Linked DNA regions of Gossypium hirsutum: region 2 is linked to region 1. The links are chromatin contacts, called in public Hi-C maps. All regions are on one chromosome and are shown on one strand. The core of a region is the stretch at or near the end of the contact, and the rest is flanking DNA. Distances in the headings are between cores, read along the strand shown. Region 1 has its middle 11 kb from the start of LOC121229771. Region 2 has its middle 13 kb from the start of LOC107959850.

The links. Hi-C and Micro-C count contacts between places; a contact is called where the count stands out from the background.
Region 2: a contact with region 1 is called in a Hi-C map of leaf, with 3 times the contacts expected there. The contact joins two enhancer-like sites. A contact is called at or near these places in 4 of 34 Hi-C or Micro-C datasets (fibers, hypocotyl and leaf).

The regions. Positions count from the first base shown.
Region 1 is chrA05:99,402,918-99,406,620 of Gossypium_hirsutum_v2.1, forward strand. No RefSeq gene overlaps it. Among protein-coding and RNA genes, the nearest start is that of LOC121229771, 11 kb to the left of the region's middle. Within about 2 kb of position 1,859, at least 2 of the 9 cell types and tissues checked have an H3K27ac peak or open chromatin away from gene starts, as enhancers often do. A contact at or near this core is called in leaf, where this site is marked.
Region 2 is chrA05:99,445,130-99,448,832 of Gossypium_hirsutum_v2.1, forward strand. No RefSeq gene overlaps it. Among protein-coding and RNA genes, the nearest start is that of LOC107959850, 13 kb to the right of the region's middle. Within about 2 kb of position 1,667, at least 3 of the 9 cell types and tissues checked have an H3K27ac peak or open chromatin away from gene starts, as enhancers often do. A contact at or near this core is called in leaf, where this site is marked.

The DNA of each region.
Region 1 (3,703 bases), core at 609-3,108:
GATTTGAACTTTTTATTTATTTTTCGATTTTGTTTATCTGATTTCTATTTAGGTTAATTGATTTGAGTTTTTTATTTGTTTGTAATTCGGGCCCTGGCAAAATTAGACTATTATAAATATAAAAATCAATATTAAGGTATTAAGGTAGATGATATCACCTCCTTTAACCATCTACTATTTACTCTTATCATTTGTGTTATTAATTCGTACTATTTGACGTCAAACACCCAAACATTTCCCTCAGGAAAGTTGTAGATTTGTTTATCATTTTCGAATGGGTTTTCAGTATGGTTCAAAAATATTGGGCCGTGGGGATGATCTGAATTTATAGGCCCATCAAATATTTGAGTTCATAAATAAAGGCTGAATTATTGGGGGAAGCATCATTAATTGGTTAGAATCGAATTTATCATTTAATAAGAAAAAAATATTTTTATTTAAATCTAATTATAAATTGATATAAAGTGATCTGCAAGATAAAAAAAAGAAGACAACATTTGAGTTTATATTGTGAAACCTCCTTCACAATAAACTCCATAATCCTACTATTTTTAGATCTCTATGAGATTGTCCAAACTTGTGTCCTTATGTAACCCTCGCTCTTTATTACCATGTTCCTTTCTTGTATTTTTTGGTATGTTAGCCCATACTTTGTTTTTGTTGTGCAGTTGATGTAGTGAGAGCAAGTTTTCCATTACTATTTCAGTGTGCTAAAAAATGCTGTCAAAATTTATGGTTGAAGTCTAAAATATCTTTTTGCACATAATAGTGGAAAGTTCAAAATTAATTAATTATATGTTAATTTTTTTTAAGAAAATGCAAAAAATCAATTAAACCTTTATATTAAATTCATACTTAATTAAGTTCCTAATAAAATAATCAATTAAACCCTTCTATTAACGATTTTCATCATTAACTACGTTAACCACTAAAATAAAATGACAAACCTGTTAGATGGTGACACGTAACAACTTCTAGTTTAATTTAATATTTTTTCATAAAAGAGAAAAATATTAAAATTTATAATAAAAATTATAAAAAAAATTATACAATTAATAAAACTTATTTAAAATATTTAAAATTTAAAACAAAGCAATAGAATTCTTAGAAATAATAGAAAATATAAAAATATATTAAATTGATATAAACTTATAAACATCATAAAAGAAAGTCATAAAAATTTGAATTGAACCGATTAGCCCGAAATCGATAAGGATATCGGTCAGAGAAAAGCCATTTGACTTGTTGACTTGAGAATTGGATGGTTGAATTGATTTTTTATTTTATTTTTTTTATATTTTTATCAAACCAAAATTTTATTATCCAACTATTAGCATATGTCGGGGTGAAATATTCTAGCCAAAGTTTTAGAGCTGAACCAATAATCGAACCAATCAAGTCATGGGTTTGTCAATTCAACTAATCCAACCAGTTTAATTAAATAAATATTAAAAAATCAATTGAAATTTACAATTTTCAATGAAATATTATAGCCTAGTTTAGACAAAAAAAAATTTAAATTTAATGTAGAAATAATTGTCAAGTTTAAAAATTAATTTAGACAAAAAAATATCAAACTTTAATATAAAAATAATTGCCAAATTTAGAGAATAAAACCAAACAAAATTAATCCCAATGTAATAGTAATTATTAAGTTGAGACCCAAAAATGTTTGGTGGGAGCTAAACTAGCTTTTGAGTTTTTATATATTGAGTGAACCAACTTATTTTGTTGAGTTTGGGTTTAGACCCATTAAGTTGTGAAGTAGCAATTGAATGAACCGATGTGGTCCAATAGGCAAGAATATTGGAGGCAACGAGGCATCTCTCAGGTATACCAGCATTAAATTAAGGTAAGTCATAAATATGGGAAATGGAAAGAACCTAGGCATTTCTAGTAAGGTCTCAAACAAATGTGGGGAGCAGGTGGACGGCTGAGATTAGGTTTTTCCGTATCAAATAAACCCTTACCACGTGGAAGTTTGTATTTGTAGGTAAACAACCCACGTGAATTTAGATATACTTTTGAATCGCCACGTCTGTATAGAGTAAACTACAATGTGGTTATACACTATGAAATTTTGTGAACCAATTAGAATGTTTGTGTCATAATTATTTGTATCATATATGAAATCATATTTTTTAATTAATTTAATTAAAATATAATTATTAAAATTTTATATTATTATTAATTTAAAATAAAATAATTAAGTGACAATATTAAATGGTTATTTTAGTTTTAATTAATTAAATTAATAAAATATAAATAATAAATAAAAGAATTTAAACTCTTTAAAACAATTAAATGGAGCAGTTAAGATCTACAAGAACTTTTTTTAATTCAAATAATTGGCATTATAAATAGGGGTCACCCAAGCCATTCTATAGAGAGACACAAGTTCAAAAAGCTCAAAAAATCTCTGTAGAATTCTTTAAAGAAACCAAAGAGCTTGAAGAAATTCTAAAGAACGTTGCCTTCTTATCAAATTCAACCGTGGAGAGGAAGCCAAGAGTCGTTTATAAAGAAAGTCACCTTTCCATCCAAATCAACTAAAGAAAAGAGGTCCTAACTCGTGTCAAGAGCAAGTTGTCACGACACTTGAAGCACTTGTTTTTGAAGCAATCCACATATATCCAAGACCAAGTCTAGACAACCCATGGATTGAAGCCAAACAGAAGAGAAGAATCAAATGATATTTTTCTTTGTATTTAATAAATTTCCAAAGATTGTAACTTTCTTTCAAAGTTATCAATAAAATTTGACTCTGAATTTTCAAGTCAACTTTTGACTTGAAATTTGTGTGTACAAATTTCTGGCATGTCTAGTGGGACCGTCTCTTCCTTTCATCCCTTCTATTGAAAATTCAAAGCTCAAAGTTGTAATAGCCTTAAAGAATATCATCATTAGCAAGTTCACTTAAACTAATCTTGTAGCTCGTCCACCTTCACTATCAAGCAACAGTGTCCTTGTCCATCCCTATGGCACTAGGCAAAAAACGAAAGTTTTTTTAGAGCCATTCAACCAAAATTCTTTGATTCTCAATGACAATCCACTTTTCTATGCTTCTTTACCAATTCATGACTCAGAAGAAGTCTCTTGTCATGGATCAAGTGTAACCCGTCGTTTATCATTTAAGGGGAAATACGTCCAATCAAGTGACTATACCATTCCAACATCTCCCCCAAAGTCTAACTCCGGAGTGATAAATGTCATTATAATTAACACAAAATCCTTGGAATAACAAGTGGCATCCCTGGCAAAGACAATAGAGAGTATTACTGCAAGCCTCAAACAAAAGAAGGAACATATGGACTTTATGATGAAAAGACTCATTGATCTTACTATGAAGGGGCCAATTAATGAAGAAGTTTAAAATGAGAATATACTGACGAAGCTTGGTGAGCAAGCAAGTTACCAAAGATCCTCAACTAACAATCAATGAAGTTGTCACTACTGATCAACCCAATGAGCTCATTAAAGAAGTTGTCAAAGATCAAGTTAGCTCAACCTTCATACTCCTATGTCAAGCCATACTCTTACAGGATTGATCATCTCAAAATACCACCAAACTATCAACCTCATACATTCCAACAGCTTGATGGCAAAAGGAATCCATGCTAATATGTCTCTCATTTCGTGGATACTTACAATAACATCAGAACTAACGGTGATCTCATGGTGAAGCAATTTGTCCAATTGCTAA
Region 2 (3,703 bases), core at 417-2,916, 42 kb after region 1:
CAAAAATAGTCTAGGTACCAATTAGATATAAGTTGTCAAATTCAAGTGCCTTTGTATATCTTAACCCTTTTTTCATCACCCAAATTTTAAAATGTCAGGTTTTTTTTTCTTTATTTCCATTAAGTGTCATTAAATATTTAACAAAAAGGTAAGGTGATAATTTAAAATTTTGTATAATAAATTAAGCCCTCAAATTTTACATATTATATTAATTTAATTATAATTTTTGAAAAATCTTCAACATATATATTATTTAAAATTTATCATAATTCTAAAAAAATTAAAAAGTTGAATTAATATACATTGGTTGGTGTCAAGGGCTTAGTTAAGAGCTACCTAGAGGTTTGAGGGGAAAGGGAGAGTGGAACTTGGACACTAAACACGTTCAAGACAAGTGTTGCCCCCCTCTAGGTATTAAACCTGCCCTACATTATTATTATGTTTTGTAATAAAGGCAATGCTTTGATGTCAGTAAGAATGGTACTTTGAGTCATGCATCTGCATACAGATCCCAAATCTCCGATTTATTATAAAGTTGCCGCCTTATCATTTATGTCTTTTCACATCGTTGTTGTAGCTAGGCTGGCCTAAATCGACGGGCCTGGCCTAAGTTGGGAACTTCTTGTTTTGTCCAAGTCCAAATTCCATGACTAGAAACGTGGATGAAGCATAGCGGGACGGATTTTGTCAAATTTATTGCTATTTTTATAGTTGGTATGTCTTGTTTTATTGTGGGTGATTCAACATTATTATTTTTATGAATGTTCGATTCATTTTTTTTTCTAATTATTTTTAATATATTCAATACGGTTAAGGAGTGAAAGGGAAAAGAATCCATGATTTTTCTATAATTTATTATTTTAATAGTTTTATATAGAAAGTTAAGTGCTAATTTTGTGCTAATTTTATATAAGGGGATGGGTAGGCAATTATTATAACTTTTCAATACTTATTCTCTAAAAAAAATCATTTATCTTACTTCATATTTACTTTTAAAAATATGAAAACTCATTTCATTCAAACTGAAATAATTCATAATCCATTAAATAGTTCAGGTTTTACCATACTTAGATCAAATTGAATATTAAATAGTTCAGGTTTTACCATACTTAAATTAAATTGAATTTAATTAATATTATGTGAACTAGATTATAAATAAAATGATAAAGACTTTGTGTTTAATTTTTCAATTAGCTTGAATATTAGATTTGATTTGAAGAGAATCTCTACCCTTAATTCTTTTTAAAAAAATATTATATATATTTGTTGTCAATATAAGAGAATTTAAGTTCGAATGCGTTAAAGCGCATAATACTTTTATTTATAAGTTGGGAAAATGTTATGAGTAATTCTAATTATTGTGTTAAAAAGAGTATATATAATCAAAACTTATAATAAAATTGTTAAAATACATTTATTATATATTTATTAATTTAAATCTGATACTTCATGCATGAAAACTAAGATAAGCAATATGTACGGACAAGATTGAAGACATGCATATGCATGATGTACATCATCAAACAAGTCCCCTTCAATGTCGACAGTACCGAAAGAAATATACTCATGCATGGACATTCATGCATGTAAACATACATATATCAACATGATTAGTGCATTGAAAATCTTCATGTAGACAGTCGAATTTTCTAGTTTTTGTGTAGTGATCACTGTATTGGTGGGGTCGAGAGAGTTAATAATTTCCATCTTCCGTTGACCATCATGGGGAAAGAATGGAAATAGACAATGCACATGAAAGCTATTTTTTTTTCTTTATAGTGGAAATGAAGCAATATTTTTCGCAAAAGTTATGGATGACCTAACTCTTAATAATTTCAATATGTCTTTGATAAGATTACGACATCACTGGGTCAACAAATTTAGCCTTATTTAACACTTTAATAGCAAAAATCAGGATCAGTTTTACATATATTTATAAATTAATAACTTAAGTAGGGACGAAGTTAAAATACTTTTTAGGGACTAAATTAAATTATAATTTTTATAATAATAAAAATGTAATTTTATTATTTTAATAGTTCGTATATTTATAATTTTTAAAAGACTTTAATTAATTTTTTATTATTTTTAAATGATAAAGAGTAATTTTACTTTTACTAATTTAAAATTTTAAAAATTTTAAATAATTTAAATAAAAAATTTTTCATTTTAAGAAGACCGTATGGTCCCTAACTACATCCCTGAACTTATGCTTATTTAAGCCTTTCATATGTATTTTTTTTTATATTTTGAAAGTATATTTTTTATTTAGTTTTTAGTATTATTATATACAAATTTCAAGTTAAAAATAAGATATAAAAAATAAGCAAATAAAAGTAACTTTATTTATGAAAATTAGTTGCAATTTTTAGAATCAGTATAAAGAATTTTTTTTTCTTTAGTGGAGTTTTGATCTAAAGGTTGTTTAGACTTAATTTTGGATAGATTTAGTCTATTTTAAGGATTATTGAAACTTGATCTTGAAAATAGATTTAGTGAGACGTTTGCTTGAGAATTTAATTTGATTTGGTGTATTTGTCTTTGAAATTTGATATTGAATTAATGAAGCCCACTTCAAGAGTCGTGAGACTTGAGAAAATAAGTTTGAATCCAAGCGTCTTCGAGACTTAATATTGGATGATAATTCTACTTTAAAGGACTTTTAGACTTGATCTTAAATAATGAGTTTTATCTTTCTTGCGTTGATGCACAAATTAGGGAGATGTTTGATCTAAAGGTCCTCGAGACTTAATTTTGTATAGATAATTTTGACTTCAAGGACATTCTAGATTTGATCTTGAAAATGGATTGAGCCTGTTCTATATTAGTTAAATAAGATCGATAAGCAGTTTTCTTGAGAATTGAATTATGTTCTTCAATTTTTTTTTTTGTTTTGTTTTTGAGTTGTTTAATTTCTTCACATATTTCTTGAGATGTCGAAAAAAACTTCTAATCTTCAAAAGCTTCTTTTCAAACAACTTTTAGATTTATGAACTTTTAAACTTTTGAAGTTATCTTGGATAGCTTGAAGGTATATAAGTTGTGTATAAATGGATGCTTGAAATCAATTAATGTAACTTTTCTTAATTGGTAAGGTATTGAAGACTTTGCGGAGTGAGGTATAAACCCATTTTCATTTTGGTTATAAATTTAGTCCAGTTAATTTTAGTATTTTTATTTTTTAAAGGTCAATTATAGTCTTGATTTAAATGGTAGAAGTTAAACCCATTTCTATAAATTCCTCTATTAGTCATCTAATTTGTATAAAGTTGTATATTTGATTCATTCTTAGTTCCTATCATTTTTGAATTCTAAAATTTTAATATTGACACAAATAATATCTGTTAAACCAATTAGTTTAATTTGTGTGTATTATATAAAAATAATAAGTTAACATAATATTATACATGTGATAATATATATGTCACATCGAATTTCGAAAATGATAGAATTTTACTTAATGAATTTAATAATTACTATTTTGACAAGATTGAAAATTTAAAATTAAATTATGCATAGTCTGAGGACTAATAGGCCAAATTTAACCTTTTCATTTTCTTTCCACACGCGTTTTTGCCCACAAACGTCACTTCAAATTGACTGATAACTTTAAAAAATTGAAAAGTTTCTAGGATTTTTATAAAAAAAATTAATATTAAGTAGTGAATTTTATGTGATACCTTTTTAAATACGAAACTTTAAA